2 separate regions of the Ovis aries genome follow, and region 1 is linked to region 2. The links are chromatin contacts, called in public Hi-C maps. All regions are on one chromosome and are shown on one strand. The core of a region is the stretch at or near the end of the contact, and the rest is flanking DNA. Distances in the headings are between cores, read along the strand shown.

Region 1 (3,116 bases), core at 489-2,988, 240 kb after region 2:
GAATATCTGGGGGAAAAGCACTGCAGGCATATGGACAACTACCTGCAAAGGTCCTGAACAGATTCAGAAAGCACCTAACAGGTTTAAATAAAGACAAGGTTAGTGGGGCTGGAATAAGACAATGAGATCAGAGAAACTGGTAAAGGTGAGATCACAGGAAACTATAGGCTATGGTAAAAAGGACTGGATCTTATTTTAAGCTCAGGAATATGACATGGTTGAAAGCAAGGCAGTCAGTAGGTATGATGTATGGTTTAAAAAGGTCACTGGTTTATTTGTCATATCTCAGTAAAGTTGGGGAAAAACCGAGGTTCACTGGCAGCTGTGCTGTAGGAGGTAGGAGGCAGACTGTAGAAGACAAAAGTGGAACGGGAGAGCCAAGCCATAAACTGCGGCATGTATTTACAGATTTCTAAATAGAATTTAAACATACTTTTAATACAAATCATAGAGAAGATGAAAAGTGAAAGTGAAGTCGCTCAGTCGTGTCCGACTCTTGGCAAACCCATGGACTGCAGCCCACCAGGCTCCTCCACCCATGGAATTTTCCAGGCAAGAGTACTGGAGCGGGGTGCCATTTCCTTCTCCAGGGGATCTTCCTGACCCAGGGATCAAACCCAGGTCTCCCGCATTGCAGGCAGTTGCTTTTACTGTCTGAGCCACCATAGAGAAGATAGTATAAAATAAATAAGCAATAAGGATAGATTGTACAGCCCAGGAAAATATAGCCATTATTTTCTAATAGCTTTAAATGGAGTATAATCTATAAAAATATTGAATCACTATGCTATACACCTTGAACTAATAACTGTAAATCAACTATACTTCAATTTTTTTTAAAAGTGATAGCAAGAATGTGAACAAAGGATATCAACAATGTGTGTGTGTGTGTGTGTGTGTGTGTGTGTGTGCGCGCGCGCGCGCACGCACGTGCACATGCTCAGTTGCGTCCAACTCTTTGCAACCCCACAACTGTAGCCTGAGAAGCTCCTCTGACCGTAGGATTTTCCTGGCGAGAATACTAGAATAGGGGGCCACTTCCTCCTCCAGGGGGTCTTCCTGACCCAGAGATTGAACCTGCGCCAACTGCACCTCCGGCACCGCAGGCAGATTCTCTACCGCTAAACCACTGGGGAAGACCTGTATCAACAACAGACAAAACAATACTCAACAGAATTTTCCTTAAAAATTTTCGTTTAATAGGAAATTTCGGTGAGGAAATATACTAATGTCACCAACAGAGGGCAGTAGTGAACAGAGAACATAAGTGTACAAACTGTGATCCAGCTTCATAGTTAAGATCTTTCTCCAGAATTCTAGTAAACTAGAATTGAGGAGCATCCCTGAGAGGTTAACAGCGGAAGCAAGAAACCGAGATTAGGCAAACACATATCTACGAGAAGTTGAAATTATAAATATAAGCAGCAAAAAAAAAATTAGATAAACATGGCAGAGTATTTATAGGGGATGTCATTTCCCTAACTAAATACACCAAACTCAAATCACTGATTTCACTGCTTCTCAGGAGATACCAAAAAATAAAACTAAAGCTAGTGAAGAGTCAGCTTCATGTATCTACACACTGATGAAGGGTTTGCCCTAAAGGGTTCATGTCCCAGCCAAGTAGGGCAGAAAAGCTCCTGTTCAAGAGGAAAACAGGCGCCAGTACAAATGTGAGCAGTCAGTACACTACACCTGGGCACAGAATGTGAAGGTTAGAGGGAAAGGCTACAGCTCAGGAAGCAGCTGAACTTGAAACATAGCCTATGAATAAAGGAAGGCAGGCAGCTGGCAACAAGGAGACTATCAACATATACCCACTGCCTATTCCCTGCTGGGAGTTTCACATCCCTTCCTTCCTTTCCTCCTACCTCTGTTGTCCCTCTTCATTTTCACTCTCTCTGTAGAACTTTAGGCTCTATAGATCACTGAAAGGTATGACACTACTCCATGTTTATCCTTAGTTTTCTTTTTCCCCTCTGTCTAGATTCCTACATTTTCTTTAATATTTTTCCTCACTGCTTGTCTTCTAGCCTGCACGTTGAATTCAAGATTGTTGAGACTCCATAGACAGAAGAAAAAACTGTTTTGACCTCTGCAGTCATCATTATGTAAAAACGTATACCCTGCCCACTTCATAGTCATTAGTATGGCTACCGTCAAAATATACACACAGACACACCCAGAAAATAACAAGTGCTGATGAGGATGTGAAGAAATTGGAGTTCTTGTACACTGCTGGTAGGAAGGTAACATGACACAGCTGCTGTTGAAAACAGGATGGCAGTTTCTCAAAAAATTAAAAATAGAATTACCATATGAGCAATTCCACTTCTGGGTATATACCCAGAAGAATTGAAAGCAGGGCCTCAAAGAGGTATTTGTATACCCATATCCACAGCAGCACTATTAACAAGAGCTAAAGCAAGGAGGCAACCTACGTGTTCACTGACACATGAATGGATAAGCAAAGTGTGGTGCATACTGATACATACAATGGACAATTATTTAGTCTTTGAAAGGAAGGAATTTCTGACATACACCATAACATGGATGAACCGGAAAGATACCATGGTGGAATGAAATAATCCAGTCACAAAAAAAGTCAAATACTATATGATTCCTCTTATATGTTACACTTAGAGTAGTCAAAATCATAAAGACAGAAAGTAAAATGGAGGGCGCTGGTCAGGGAGTGAGATGTGATTTATATGGAGTTACTGTTTAATGGGTAAGGGTTTCAGTTCTGCAAGGCGAAGTTACAGATACAGATGGTTGTGATGGATGTACAACATTATCAGTGTATTTAATACCAATGAACTGTATACTTTGAAATGGGTTAAGATGATAAATTTTATGTTTTGTGTACTTTACCAAAATTTTTTTAATTGAAGGGGAAAAAAGTATAACCTGCTAAAAAGCAAGAATAAAGGAATAAAAAGTAGTTTCCCTTTTTTCTTGCCTCCTCAACCAATACTCCAAACTGGGTATGGCCATGCATTGGTCAAATTAGACTGTTCACCATTTCTTGAATGTGCTCTACGTTTTCCTGCTCCACCTCTGCTATTTTCTTAGCCTAAATGCCCTATATGGCTGCCCTTCATTTTAATCTAAAA
Region 2 (3,178 bases), core at 471-2,970:
CAGCTGCACGAACAAAGGATTCTGACACCATGAAGTCTGCAATAACCTGCCACATCCTCTTCCCTTTTACTATGAAAGAAGCCCAAATTCTAACTTGGGTAAGACGATTCTCTGGGACACTAGCCCACCATCTTCTCTATCTGCTGACTTTCCATATAAAGTCACTACCCCTTGCCTCAGCATCTTGTCTCTCAACTGACTGCCTTGTCATGTAGTGAACAGTACAAGCTTGGACTCAGTAACACTGGTCCATGTGCCTGGATGTATGCCAAAGACCCAAGGGGATATACAATGGTTACTGAGGTATCCTTATTTTACAGATAAATGATCTGCTTCCAGAAACTTATTCAAGGTTCCCAAGATAGAGAGTAGAGGGAGGGGGCATAAACAGGGACCCCAGATGGGCTGCTCCCAGCCTGCAAGTCCATCTAAGCTACTGCCAAACTTGAATTCAGGCACAGAGCTGCAGGGTTGGCACAGCCAGGACGGAGGAGCGTGACGCAGCCCTTCTTCCTTAAGCACTCTCACAAAGACCCCATCCGAGACCCAAGCATGCCATCCTCAAAACCTCCTGGGACACAGCACCCCTTAAAAACAATTGTGGTCCTCATCCACACCACAGCTCATGCTGGCTTCTCCCAGCCGGAAACATCCATTCTCTTACTTCTCAATCCTTCCCCCAAGCTTAAAAGTACAGGTTCAAATCCCACCTCCTCTTCCACGAGGACAGGCTCAGTTCCCCCAGTGCACTGTATTTAATCTACTCTCCTTCTAGCATTTGGGATTCCCCAAAACTGAAGCCCCTCAAACGGAGTACCAAGAGCTAGTTGTCCAGAACCACCCCACCTCCAATAACATGTCCCAACCTGAACAGTGCCAGGTGAGCTGAGAGCCATTCTCCTCAACCCTGAGGGAGGCATGAACAAGAGGCTCCCCAACCTACAAGCTGTAACTGTGAGGTCAAAGCACCCCAAATGGTGAGTGCCAGGCTCTGCCACTTGCACACAGCACATCCAATTAAAATGCAAGCCCCCTGGGATTCCACTTCTGAGTCAGGGGCAGTCTCGTCCCAGAAGACAACCTTTCTAGTGGTAAGTGGCCCTCGGGTGGCAACTTCAGGACAGGATACCAAACAAGCACAGTGGTTTCCCCTCTCTTCTAGCCTCCATCTCCCAGATTTCTTTCCTGCCTCTTCTCTGTTTCTCAAATGTTGGTTAATTGTCAACAAGTTACTAACAGGTGCCTGAGAACTGTTTTTAGGTTTTTTAAGTATCAAAATAAATCACACAGATTTAAAATATACATCCTCAAAACAGTGACATTTTGGCCTTTTGTCCAAATGTTCTATTAAAGGAAAAGCCGTTCAACCAAGACTTAATGTGTACATATTTAAAGAAGGGATGAAATAGTAACATCGCTTTCTCTGGCCACCTGCCAAGAAAAATTTGTGTTGCCAAAATAAAAGAGAACATGTTGTTTGCTCAGTATATGAGCACGCTGCTGAGCAGCTTAGAAATTGGGCCTCTTTAACCAAGCAGTTTAAATCACTCAGTTTTATTGTATTTTTACTGGAATATAGTTGATTTACAATGTTGTGTTAGTTTCAGGTATACAGTAAGGAGAATCAGGTATGCATATATCCACTCTTTTCTTATATTCCTTTCCCCTATAGGTCATCACAGAGTATCAAATAGAGCTCCCTGCGCTATACACAGTAGGTCCATCTATTTTGTATCTGCTGCTGCTGCTGCTAAGTCGCTTCAGTCGTGTCCGACTCTATGCGACCCCATAGACAGCAGCCCACCAGGCTCCCCCGTCCCTGGGATTCTCCAGGCAAGAACACCGGACTGGGTCGCCATTTCCTTCTAGTAGTGTGTATATTATTTCCCTGTAGCTCAAATGGTAAAGAATCTGCCTGTGATGCAGGAGATGAGGGTTCAATCCCCGGGTCAGGAAGATCCCCTGGAGAAGGGCATGGCAACCCACTCCAGTATTCTTGCCTGGAGAACTCCATGGACAGAGGAGCCTGGCGGGCTACGGTCCGTGGGGTCGCCAAGAGTCAGACCCAACTGAGTGACTACACACACACACACAGTGTGTATATGTCAATCCTGATCTCGCAGTTTATCCCTCCACCCCCTGACCCCTTGGGAACCATAAGTTTGTTTTCTTAAATCACCTAATCACCTAATTTTAAGTGTCTCTGTGAATGTCACCTTCATATACCATAGATTACCACCACCTCCTTGAAAACATCTTGGACACAGCAATCCAGGCATTTCTCAGTGCCATATGTACACTTTCCTCACTCCTTTCTCTCTCGAGGTGTCCAGTCACTCCCAGAACGTCCACCACCCCCACACCGATGACTCCCAATTCCACCATCCCGACACCAGTGACTCCCACACCCACACCTGGAGGGCCACAGGAGCTTGCCCTCTTTCTCTCAGTGGTGCCCACACAGCATCTCAGTCGCCTATGGGGCAGGGACCAAAAAGGGGAGACCATCTTGCTGAAACCAGTGATGGCTCCCTGGAGCTTCATTATGTCACTCTCTGTATCTGCACCTGTTTAAAAATTTCTATTTTAAAGAGGCTTTTTTTTTTTTAAAGAGGATCCATCAGAACCTTGAAAAAATTCAAAAGAGAGAAGCAATCAGTTAAAAATAGGAGTATTCATGAGAGATATTTTAAGTTCATTTGAAGAAAAATAACTCCTTATGTCATGAAGGGAGAAGAAGAATAAAAGGGATGCATATCATTTACTTTAAAGAATAAAACCTACATTAAGTTCCTTATAAACAAGCATCAAATTTAGCCATAAAATAAAAAATGTAAAATACATGTTATTAGTTCCAAACGTTAAATAATAGAGTGAGGATGGTATTTGTAACAAACCCACTTTGACCCTTTCATTGTTAGGTACACAGACTTGATCCTGAAAACAACACCAGGCTTCCCACTGAACAATCTACACCCAGACATGAAGCTGGTTTTTGTTTTTCCTTTTTTAAAAAACAACTGTGTTACTCTGATCAGGATTCAAAAAAACAAGAAGCACTTTAAGAAGCATTTGGATGTTAAGTGCTTTTCAAAGAAAATAAACAACAACAGAATTCTGAAGCACAAATTATAAGCCTTAGCAAGTTTATGGTCCATGGAAATAACCTTACTGGAGT

The links. Hi-C and Micro-C count contacts between places; a contact is called where the count stands out from the background.
Region 1: a Hi-C map of blood shows a contact between it and region 2, with 2.7 times the contacts expected there. The contact joins two enhancer-like sites. A contact is called at or near these places in 3 of 16 Hi-C or Micro-C datasets (blood, mixed tissues and skin fibroblasts).

Annotation. Positions count from the first base shown.
Region 1 is chr3:46,249,048-46,252,163 of ARS-UI_Ramb_v3.0, forward strand. The region is part of intron 1 of COMMD1 (copper metabolism domain containing 1); the gene reads right to left. Among named protein-coding and RNA genes, the nearest start is that of CCT4, 23 kb to the right of the region's middle. Within about 2 kb of position 1,739, at least 3 of the 54 cell types and tissues checked have an H3K27ac peak or open chromatin away from gene starts, as enhancers often do.
Region 2 is chr3:46,011,996-46,015,173 of ARS-UI_Ramb_v3.0, forward strand. The region is part of intron 1 of B3GNT2 (UDP-GlcNAc:betaGal beta-1,3-N-acetylglucosaminyltransferase 2); the gene reads right to left. Among named protein-coding and RNA genes, the nearest start is that of B3GNT2, 12 kb to the right of the region's middle. Within about 2 kb of position 1,721, at least 3 of the 54 cell types and tissues checked have an H3K27ac peak or open chromatin away from gene starts, as enhancers often do.